Linked DNA regions of Mus musculus: region 2 is linked to region 1. The links are chromatin contacts, called in public ChIA-PET maps. All regions are on one chromosome and are shown on one strand. Each heading gives the region's core, a stretch centred on a gene start, on an enhancer-like site or on the middle of the called end of the contact. The rest is flanking DNA. Distances are from core to core; before and after follow the strand shown.

Evidence for each region. ChIA-PET counts read pairs in DNA pulled down with a chosen protein or histone mark.
Region 2: an RNA polymerase II ChIA-PET map of memory CD8 T cells shows a contact between it and region 1, with 160 read pairs. The contact joins two enhancer-like sites. A contact is called at or near these places in 1 of 115 datasets of contacts at active chromatin or transcription factors (memory CD8 T cells) and 1 of 9 other capture datasets (liver).

Annotation. Positions count from the first base shown.
Region 1 is chr9:123,750,602-123,756,694 of GRCm38.p6, reverse strand. No RefSeq gene overlaps it. Among named protein-coding and RNA genes, the nearest start is that of Ccr9, 14 kb to the left of the region's middle. Within about 2 kb of position 2,149, at least 59 of the 459 cell types and tissues checked have an H3K27ac peak or open chromatin away from gene starts, as enhancers often do. A contact at or near this core is called in memory CD8 T cells, where this site is marked.
Region 2 is chr9:124,144,310-124,150,053 of GRCm38.p6, reverse strand. No RefSeq gene overlaps it. Among named protein-coding and RNA genes, the nearest start is that of Ccr5, 26 kb to the right of the region's middle. Within about 2 kb of position 3,868, at least 63 of the 459 cell types and tissues checked have an H3K27ac peak or open chromatin away from gene starts, as enhancers often do. A contact at or near this core is called in memory CD8 T cells, where this site is marked.

The sequences.
Region 1 (6,093 bases), core at 900-3,399:
ACTGGCTTTTCTTTCATCTTTGCCTTTGCAGTCTTGGGGGCTTCATTCCACTTGCTAAAGATGTGTGGGTGTTAAAGTCACGCTATGGAAACAAAACATGCACAAACACGCGCCACAGATTTTCTTTTCTCCTTCTACATGAACAATGTTTTTGTGACTTTCTAGTTCTGTAGGTTTCTGCCTGCTTTTCACAATTTCTATTAAAAAAGAAACTCAGTTCCCACCAAGAAAAAAAATAGAAGAATATCCAAATTTTAAAATGTGCAAAAGTATGAACAGTTTCTGAGCAGGAAAAGAAAAATATCTGAAGGTTAATAATTGGGCTGGGCAGATGGCTTAGTGAGTAACCCTCTTTATATGTAAGTGTGAGGACCTGAGATAAAATCCCCAGCACCATGTGAATGGCAGAGGTGTGTTGTCTCTTCTATAATCTCAGGACTCAGGAATCGGAGACAGGAGATCCCAAGGGTAATCCGGTAAGCTGGTTAGCTGAATCAATAAGTTCTGGGTTCAAATAAGGGATCCTGCCTCAATATATAAGGTGAAGAGTAGCCAAAACATTCATGTCAATTTCAAGCTTCCACATCCACACTCACACATGTGGGTGCACACCTGCACCCACATATGTGAACATGCAGACACTCATCACACACACAATACAAGTAGTAATCATGAAAGTAGACATGCATGTTCAACAAGGTTAATATTTCATCTTTGTAATACGCACTTGTTTTGAGCTTAGTAGCAAATATTGGGGGTGAGGAATCAAGTACTCTCACCTATTCCTGAGAATGTGAAAATTGGTCCTGCCACATTGGGAAGGACTATGACAACATCTGTTAAGATGTAAAGTTGTTAACCATTGGCTCACAGAATTTTACTAGCTTCACATGGATGACAGAAACCTTGCACATGTTACTGATGATGGAATATCACCAGGAGAGGGTTACATACAGCATAGTGCATTCATCCTGTGGAAATGCCATGCAGCAGTAAACAAGATGATGAAGGTCAACTTATACAAATATTGGAAGATCCCTATGGCTCTGAATAATCAAAACAACTTGCATACCATATGCTTAATGGGCTAGCATTGTTAATTGCAAAGTCAACCTGTCTGGGAATATATGTGTTGGAGTTTCTTTTCCTACTGCTGTACCCTGACAAGAGCCACTTTAAAAAGAAAGTATTTTTTTTCTGGCTCACAGTTCAAGGTGAAGTCCATCATGGTAAAAAATGGTGGCAGGAACTTGAAACATCTGGTCACATCAAATTCATTATGCATAGAAGACAGCAATGAATGAATGCATGGTATGCTAATGATCAGGACAATTTCCACATCTATACAATCCAGGATTCCCTGCTCAGGAAATGGTGCTACCCACTACTCAGATTGGTCTTCCTACATCAGTTAACATCTCCAACACAGATGATTCAGAGGACCATCTCCCAGGTGATTCTAGAGCTTGCCAAGTTCACACTAATACAAACTACCATAATATGTTTGTTTATAATGGTACACGAAAGGCTTTGAAAAGGCTTCAAGCCAAATGTCTACAATGCTTACCTCCAGGAAAAGTCACGGTGGTGGTGAAAGGCAGTTAAGCAAGAGTTTGGCTTTGCAGTCGCCGATATTTTACTATGAAAGAGTTCTGAGAAACAAACTGCAAAACTGTGTGTGCAGTATGGGATGTTCAACACAATAAGCATTTAAAGAGTCTAATAAGTTCTCTATCTGCTGGGCAACAACACAAAATCTTGAATTTGTTTTAAATATTAAGTAGACTTTGTTCTTAGGAAGTTGTTATAAAAACCATCTTGTTTGTTAATCTGTCTTTATTTATCAGATTATTAAGAACAAAGATCAGTTCTTTGCACCCAACCCTCCCCCACCCACCCCACCCCACCCCCCCACACACACACATGACTCAGAGACTGTAACTCATCCTCGTGATGTGATTTCCACCTGCTACCTTTCAGGATGTCTAAACCACATTCAAGCCTGGATGATCTGCTGATAGCTTAGTTTCCAAACTTCCGTGCCAGCCGACTGTCAACTCATAATTTTAGAGCCGATGAAACCCAGAGACACCTGACTTGATGGTGGGGCCTGGACTGTGGGTTACACCTGACAACAGGCACTTGGCTTCCTGACCCCAAACCACACAGTTTCCGCCTGGCCTTGTGAGTATCCTAGTCACATGCCATCTTGTCACTGCTGCCAGGCTGAGCTTCAGAACAGGTGCTAGTGATCAGTGGGGCTGGTCCACTGAAGCCATCTCAAGAGATATGTTTGTTACAGCATCCTAAATCATGCACCTCACTGCTGCTTAATGCAAAGATAGGGAGATTTGGAGGAAAGCACAAAGCTATGTCTGGGAGTGTGGGAGAATTGTTGGCATAGCCAGACTCTCAACGAGCTTGGAAGAAACAAATGACAACCCTGGAGGAAATGGCTTTAGCCACTGGTTATTTGATAACATAAATGCCACCCCAAGCTCTCCCAGACCTCAGAGTGATCTCTTTTCTCTGGCCTAACCTTTTTTTTCTCAATAAGATGGAGACTTTGTGACTCCCAAGTGATAGAATTTACATTCTCAGCCGGGCGTGGTGGTGCACGCCTTCTATCCCAGCCCTCGGGAGGCAGAGGCAGGCGGATTTCTGAGCCCAAGGCCAGCCTGGTCTACAAAGTAACTTCCAGGACAGCCAAGGCTACACAGAGAAACCCTGTCCCAAAAAACAAAACAAAACAACAACAACAAAAAGAACTTACATTCTCTTCCAAACTATCCCCAGACTTTACCCACATTGCTTTCAGGCACCATCCCCAAAAAGAATGTTTATCAAAGATATTGGCAATTGCAGACTCAACACCAGTTGCATTTGTACTAAATGTCAAGAGGGGCTGCATCCTACCCTAGGCAGGGGAGAAAAGAACTTGGCAGCCCAGCATAGCATACAACCAATTATTCACTGAGACATTGACTGAACACAAAAGTAGAAAAACAGTGACCAAAGAGGCATGTCAGACTTAGCATGGCAGACATAGATTCTTCCATATCTTATTCTCAAAAGTGGTCAAGAAATCCCAACAAGACAGATACATGACAGTGTGTATGTCACATAATTGAGAGAAAGCTTCCCAGGACAAATCGGCTGTGAAAGTAGGTGAAGGCCTGTGTACCCTCACACCACACCACAGACCTAAACATGATAAAAGCAATCTACAGCAAACCAGGAGCCAACATCAAAGTAAATGGAGAGAAGCTGGAAGCAATCCCACTAAAATCAGGCACTAGACAAGGCTGCCCACTTTCTCCCTACCTTTTCAACATAGTACTTGAAGTATTAGCCAGAGCAATTCGACAACAAAAGGAGATCAAGGGGATACAAATTGGAAAGGAGGAAGTCAAAATATCACTTTTTGCAGATGATATGATAGTATATATAAGTGACCCTAAAAATTCCACCAGAGAACTCCTAAACCTGATAAACAGCTTCGGTGAAGTAGCTGGATATAAAATTAACTCAAACAAGTCAATGGCCTTTCTGTACACAAAGGATAAACAGGCTGAGAAAGAAATTAGGGAAACAACACCCTTCTCAATAGTCACAAATAATATAAAATATCTCGGAGTGACTCTAAATAAGGAAGTGAAAGATCTGTATGATAAAAACTTCAAATCTCTGAAGAAAGAAATTAAAGAAGATCTCAGAAGATGGAAAGATCTCCCATGCTCATGGATTGGCAGGATCAACATTGTAAAAATGGCTATCTTGCCAAAAGCAATCTACAGATTCAATGCAATCCCCATCAAAATTCCAACTCAATTCTTCAACGAATTAGAAGGAGCAATTTGCAAATTCATCTGGAATAACAAAAAACCTAGGATAGCAAAAACTCTTCTCAAGGATAAAAGAACCTCTGGTGGAATCACCATGCCTGACCTAAAGCTTTACTACAGAGCAATTGTGGTAAAAACTGCATGGTACTGGTATAGAGACAGACAAGTAGACCAATGGAATAGAATTGAAGACCCAGAAATGAACCCACACACCTATGGTCACTTGATCTTCGACAAGGGAGCTAAAACCATCCAGTGGAAGAAAGACAGCATTTTCAACAATTGGTGCTGGCACAACTGGTTGTTATCATGTAGAAGAATGCAAATCGATCCATACTTATCTCCTTGTACTAAGGTTAAATCTAAGTGGATCAAAGAACTTCACATAAAACCAGAGACACTGAAACTTATAGAGGAGAAAGTGGGGAAAAGCCTTGAAGATAGGGGCACAGGGGGAAAATTCCTGAACAGAACAGCAATGGCTTGTGCTGTAAGATCGAGAATTGACAAATGGGACCTGATGAAACTCCAAAGTTTCTGCAAGGCAAAAGACACCGTCAATAAGACAAAGAGACCACCAACAGATTGGGAAAGGATCTTTACCTATCCTAAATCAGATAGGGGACTAATATCCAACATATATAAAGAACTCAAGAAGGTGGACTTCAGAAAATCAAATAACCCCATTAAAAAATGGGGCTCAGAACTGAACAAAGAATTCTCACCTGAGGAATACCGAATGGCAGAGAAGCACCTGAAAAAATGTTCAACATCCTTAATCATCAGGGAAATGCAAATCAAAACAACCCTGAGATTCCACCTCACACCAGTCAGAATGTCTAAGATGAAAAATTCAGGTGACAGCAGATGCTGGCGAGGATGTGGAGAAAGAGGAACACTCCTCCATTGTTGGTGGGATTGCAGGCTTGTACAACCACTCTGGAAATCAGTCTGGTGGTTCCTCAGAAAATTGGACATAGTACTACCGGAGGATCCAGCAATACCTCTCCTGGGCATATATCCAGAAGATGCCCCAACTGGTAAGAAGGACACATGCTCCACTATGTTCATAGCAGCCTTATTTATAATAGCCAGAAGCTGGAAAGAACCCAGATGCTCCTCAACAGAGGAATGGATACAGAAAATGTGGTACATCTACACAATGGAGTACTACTCAGCTATTAAAAAGAATGAATTATGAAATTCCTAGCCAAATGGATGGACCTGGAGGGCATCATCCTGAGTGAGGTAACACATTCACAAAGGAACTCACACAATATGTACTCACTGATAAGTGGATATTAACCCAAAACCTAGGATACCCAAGATAAAAGATACAATTTCCTAAACACATGAAACTCAAGAAAAATGAAGACTGAAGTGTGGACACTATGCCCCTCCTTAGAATTGGGAACAAAACACCCATGGAAGGAGTTACAGAGACAAAGTTTGGAGCTGAGATGAAAGGATGGACCATGTAGAGACTGCCTTATCCAGGGATCCACCCCATAATCAGCATCCAAACGCTGACACCATTGCATACACTAGCAAGATTTTATCGAAAGGACCCAGATGTAGCTGTCTCTTGTGAGACTATGCCGGGGCCTAGCAAACACAGAAGTGGATGCCCACAGTCAGCTAATGGATGGATCACAGGGCTCCCAATGGAGGAGCTAGAGAAAGTACCCAAGGAGCTAAAGGGATCTGCAACCCTATAGGTGGAACAACATTATGAACTAACCAGTACCCCGGAGCTCTTGACTCTAGCTGCATATGTATCAAAAGATGGCCTAGTCGGCCATCACTGGAAAGAGAGTCCCATTGGACACACAAACTTTATATGCCCCAGAACAGGGGAACGCCAGGGCCAAAAAGGGGGAGTGGGCGGGTAGGGGAGTGGGGGTGGGTGGGTATGGGGGACTTTTGGTATAGCATTGGAAATGTAAATGAGCTAAATACCTAATAAAAAATGGAAAGAAAAAAAAAAAAAAGAAAGTAGGTGAAGGCCTGTGTACCCTCACAGCACAGGACTGTTTGGCCAGCATCCTCCATCCTAAGTAGTGCCAATACTGCCCACCAGCAGTGGCCTCTCTGCCCAATCCCCACTTCCTGAACATTCCTCTTTCCACACACTTTCTTTAGTTCTTTGGCCAGTGTCACGTGAGACCTGCTAGCCTGAGCCCTCTGCCTCTTCTCAGTGGCTGTGTCTCTTTGCCCTGGCCTCCTGTGTATTTGGTTCTGATCAAAC
Region 2 (5,744 bases), core at 2,619-5,118, 390 kb before region 1:
ATAATGTGTGGCTGTTGGACTCCCTTTCTCAGAGTAGAAGGAGGAAATGGGGTAGAGGAGGCGTGATAGGAGGGTGGGCTGATATTGGAATGTCAAGTGAATAACTAAATTAATAATTTTAAAAAGGAACTCTTAATAGAACAGAAAGTGAGAAATAGCCTTGAACTCAGTGGTACAAAAGACAACTTGCTGAACAGAACATCAATTGCTCAAACACTATGATTAACAATTAATAAATAGGATCTCATGAAACTGAAAAACCTTTGAAGGGCAAAGGATATCATAAATAGGACAAAATGACAACCTACATATTGGGAAAAGATCTTCATCAATCCTACATCTGATAGAGGGCTAATATCCAAATTATATAAAGAACTCAAGAAGTCAGACACCAAGAACTCAAATAACCCAATTAAAAATGAGCTACCAAGCAAAACAGAATTCTGAACAGAGGAATCTCTAATGACCAAGAAACACTTAAAGAAATGTTCAACATCTTTAGTCATCAGTGAAATATAAATCAAAACAACTTTGAGATTCCATCTCACATTTATCAGAATGGCTAAGGTAAAAAACTCAAGGGATAGGATAGACTGGAGAGGATGTGGAGCAAGGGGAACAAACCCCCATTGCTGGTAGGAGTGCAAACTTGCACAATCACTTTGGAAATCGATTTGGTGATTTCTCACAAAATTGGGAATAGTTCTACCTAAAGACTCAGCTATACCACTCGTGCGCATATACCACAAAGATGTTCTACTTTCCCATAGGAACACTTGCCCAACTATGTTTACAGCAGCTTTATTTGTAATAGCCAGAAACTATAAACATCCTATATGTGCCTCAACTGAAGAATCAATAAAGAAAATGTGGTTCATTTATATAATGGTATGCTACTCAGGTATTAAAAGCAAGGACATCACGAATTTTGCAGGCAAATGGATGGAACACACACACACACATACACACAGAGGTGTGGGGGAAGAGAGGGAGCAAGAAACAGAGGGAGGGAGAGAGGTATCGAAAGAGGGAGAGGGAGAGGGGAGGGGGAAGGGGAGAGGGGAGGGGGAGGGGGAGGAGGAGGGAGAGGGGGAGGGGGAGGGGGAGAGGGGAGGGGGAGGGGGAGGGAGAGGGAGAGGGAGAGGGAGAGGGAGAGAGAGAGAGAGAGAGAACAAAATGGAACCAAGCCCTTAATACATGAGCCCTGGAGACATTTATTGAAACCACATTCATGCCTTTTGGTGGCACTAAACCAAGTTTTGTGACTTTGGCCCTTGAAAACTTTAGGTTTGACAGTCTGAATTCCTGTTTGGCACAGTAGTTATGTCCCACTTCCATAATAAAAGCTGTCACTTTGTACTCTCACTATTCCCTTCATGTAAATCACTCATTCATTGTACAAATATTCATAGGTTGCCCAGAATCTGCCCAGCCCTGTTCTAGAGGCTGGGGATTTATTAATGGACAAAAGAAGATAAAATCCTGACCTTCATGGAGCTCACACCCAACAGTCAAAAATAAATAAGTGAGTGGTAGATGGTAGACATTTTCATGGGAAAGTAAAGTTATAAAGGAGAATTGAAAGACTGGGTGGATCAGCAGCAAGAGGCAGCGTTGTTAAGAGGATGGGCAAGAAATTAGCAAAGGTCTTCCATTGGAGTTCCCAGACTCAGTCTGATGGTTGGGTGTGAGTATCTGCATCTTTATTGGTCAGGTGCTGGTAAAACCTCTCAGGGAATAGCCATACCAGGTTCCTGTCAGCAAGTGCTTCTTGGCATCAGCAATAGTGTCAGGGTTTGGTGTCTGCAGATGGAATGGATCTCTAGGTGAGGCGGTCTCTGGATGGCCTTTCCTTCAATCTCTGTTCCATTTTCTGGCCCTGTCTTTCCTTTGGACATGAACATTTCTGAATTAACAATTTTAATATGGGTGGGTGGCCCCATCCCTCAACTTGGGGCCGTGCCTATCTACTGAAGGTGATATCTACAGGTTCTATCTCCTGGGGACCCCAATGGAAAAGCTAGGGGAAGGACTGAAGGAGCTGAAGGGGATTGCAACCTCATAAGAAGAACAATATCAACTAACGGGACCACCCAGAGCTCCCAGAGACTAACCAGCAACCAGAGTATCCAGGGCTCCAGATACACATGTAGCAGAGGATGGTCTTTTCTGACATCAACTGGTCCTGTGGAGGCTTGATGCCCTAGCATAAGAGAATGCTAGAGCAATGAGGAGGGAGTGGGTGGGTGGGTGGGTGGAGGAGGACCCTCATAGAGGCAAAGGAGATGGGGAAGAGAGGGAATGGGATGGGATGGAGTGTTTGTGGAGGGGTAACCAATAAGGGGGATATCATTTGAAATCTTTTTTTTTTAAAGATTTATTTATTGATTATATATAAGTACACTGTAGCTGTCTTCAGACACTCCATAAGAGGGAGTCAGATCCCATTATAGATGGCTGTGAGCCACCATGTGGTTGCTGGGATTTGAACTCAGGACCTTCGGAAGAGCAGTCAGTGCTCTTAATCGCTGAGCCATCTCTCCAGCCCCATCATTTGAAATCTAAACAAATACAATAATTAATAAAAAAGAAAAAAATCAGCAAAGGATCAGTCCAATTAAAAACAGCAGTTGCCTCATTCTTTCCTGCAAAATTCTTATATTTAGGGTACTGAAAGCACACACTAGGTCATAATTTTATTAATAACTGCTTAGAATAAACAGAAATATTCTGTAATATAATATTGACTCAATTTTAAAAGCAAAGGATACACAGTCCACTTCTTCAACAGATTGATTTCAGCTCCTACTCCACCCTTTGCAATATTGGACATAGACTGTAGTGACCACCTTTCACTGATTTTGTAAGCATCCTTACTGTGATTTGGATACAGACTGTGTTTTACGAAATTTCATGTGTTTGAAGCTTTGTTTTAGTGAAGCAATATTGGAAGAAGAGAGTGAGCGTTCACTAGAAAGGCACTGATGCAGTCCACACAAGATCTTAGTAAGTTCATGTAAGACTGAGTGAATATAAATAAACAAGAATGGCAACTCCTTGGATTTCTGGTTTCTTCTCTCACTATGTGACTTTATAGTTTTCCTCATTCTCCTGTTATAAAATGATACCTTGAGGTCTTCATCAGAGCTGAGTTGGTGTGAAGCCGTACCCTTAAACCTCCAAAAACTATGAGCTAAATAGACCTCGTCATGTCTTCCTACTGAATGTTTCTGACAGAATAGGTAGCCTCTAGTAAAATTTTCTGGCATCTTGGTAATATATTTCTTAACAAAGCATATAGTCACCTTTTCAAAAACATTGAAGTGTTATTTGGGATAATTTACCTAGGGAGACATGACACAAATTTACCCCAGAAAAGAGATCTATTACATACTAAAGTAAAAATTGCATCAATGTACAATTTGAGAAACCAACATTTTTAATTGGGGTTACTAACAGGAATATGGGTGAGAAGTTACTTAAAAGAATTAGGGATGACTCAAAAGTAGCTGTATGACTCATAAAAGCTGCAACACTGCAGCTTTCTATACAGCTTACAGAAACCAGTCAGATCTCTTTTCTTTGTAACTGGGATAGTCAGAGTTTCCCTCCCACCACAGTTGTTTGCATGTGGTTTTCATGAAGGAAATAGTCATAAAACAGAATGAAGAAATTCTTTATTTTAGTTTATGGTTTCAAAGATATTGCTACTTTCTGCATATTGAAACATTTGGGAGAGGCACAAGAATCATGAAACTCACAAGAAACATATATTCAGAAGCCCATGAAACTGGTGTTTCTTCCCTGAGGAAGCATAAATAGCATACATTTTCTGGAAAAGAGGAGAGTCTTTGGTGGAGCTGCCTGCAAGTTGTTCAGGAAGTTCGTTAGGTAACTCTTAACACCCATGATGGTGTGGTGTTTTCAGTGATGTGACTGCTTGAGTCACCCAAGTTTTTGTAAGTAACTCTTAATCATGTTCCTGTAAGTAATCCCAATTAATTCAGTGGTTTATCAAGCTATGCTTAAGTAGAATCATATTCTTGGTCTGTTTTCTTTGATCTATTTGGATAAAACAGACACCTTATAACCTTTTCCAAGGGAATGTTATATAACAGGAATGTTCAGTTCATGTCTGCTTGGCCCTATGTACTTGGTCACGATATCATGGTGGCAAAGAATGTGATTCACCTCATGGTAGACAGCAAGCACAAAGAGACGGAAGAAGGGAAGACCTTCAAAAAGCACACCTACAGTAACCTCCTTTGTCTAGTAAAACCATTCTCCCAAGAGGTTTCCACCACTTCCCAAAATACCATCACCATCTGGCCCCAATAATTCAACACAATGAGTTTACAGGGGGACATTTCACATGGGATTATACAGAGGCATAAAGAATACCCACAGAACCTCTGTCTTGTGATTCTCATTCATATATTTGAGGCAGTTTCAGGCTTATAGACTTAACCTGCTATAACTCAGTGTCCTTATTGATCACTTAGTAGTCTACAAAACTCCCCCCTCAACACAACTTGTATCAACCCAGGAGGAGGGTTTCTTTCCCATAGATGTTGCTTGACACATAAACATTAAATTCAGCTCTGTGACAGAATGTAGAAATACCAAGATGGTGAGTGCTGGTATCAAGGTTCTAAACCCACATTCAAAAATAAGACTGGACTTATTATAATTGAATATATTCCTTATAACTGTCTCTAAAAATATGTTTTCATAGATTATCTAGTCATCTAATTTTAACTACATTATAGAACATTTAAAATGTCTATAAAAATAAAGAATATACAGGGGCTGGTGAGCTGGCTCAGTGGTTAAGAGAGTTGACTGCTCTTCCAAAGGTCCTGAGTTCAAATCCCAGCAACCACATGGTGGCTCACAATCATCCATAACAAAATCTGATGCTCTCTTCTGGAGTGTCTGAAGTCACACTACAGTGTACTTACATATAATAAATAAATAAATAAATAAATAAATAAATAAATAAATAAATAAATATTTTTAAAAAAAATACACAATGGTGAAACTTTCAAATAGCATCTATTCTAATTGTCTATGGTCCTTAGTGGGGAAAGTACCAAAACTACTTTTAGGAAACAATCTGTTTTCTGCCGGGTTAGTTCTTTAAGTTTACATGAATAAATATTCATGTGTTGTGAGTTTTGGAGAACTACTTTTTGGTAACATAGAGATGAAGCATGGGGGGAAATGCCACAGAATCCAAGTGGTAACATTTTAACACCTGTCAACATCTGTAATTTTCAGTGAAAGTAAAAAACTAAAACCAAGAATCAGATCATTTAGATTCCTGGGGATCCAGAGCTCCAAGAGGGTGTGAAGCATGTATATGGAAAGCTTGTTAGTTAGAGACTTCCCTATGGGACAGGATGAGGAATCAGGTAGCATAGAAGGAGCCATAATGTAGTAACAACCAGTGTTCAACTAATACTATAAGGGACAGTAGAGATAAGATGGCCTTGAGGTGTTGGAGTGCACCGCGTAAAGGTGTGTCTCTGTCCTTCCTCACTTGCCTAAGGGATTCTCTGATTGGTTTTAATAAAAATCTGAGGGCCAATAGCTTGGCATGAAGTGGAAGGTAGGACTTCTGTTAGAGAGAAAGGGACAATGGGGGAAAAAAGCAGAAGCAGAAATTTAGGGAGATGATTTGGAGGTGGATGGATGCGAACATGAGCGGAGAGGCACAACAGGTCATTGTGGGACATGGGAAA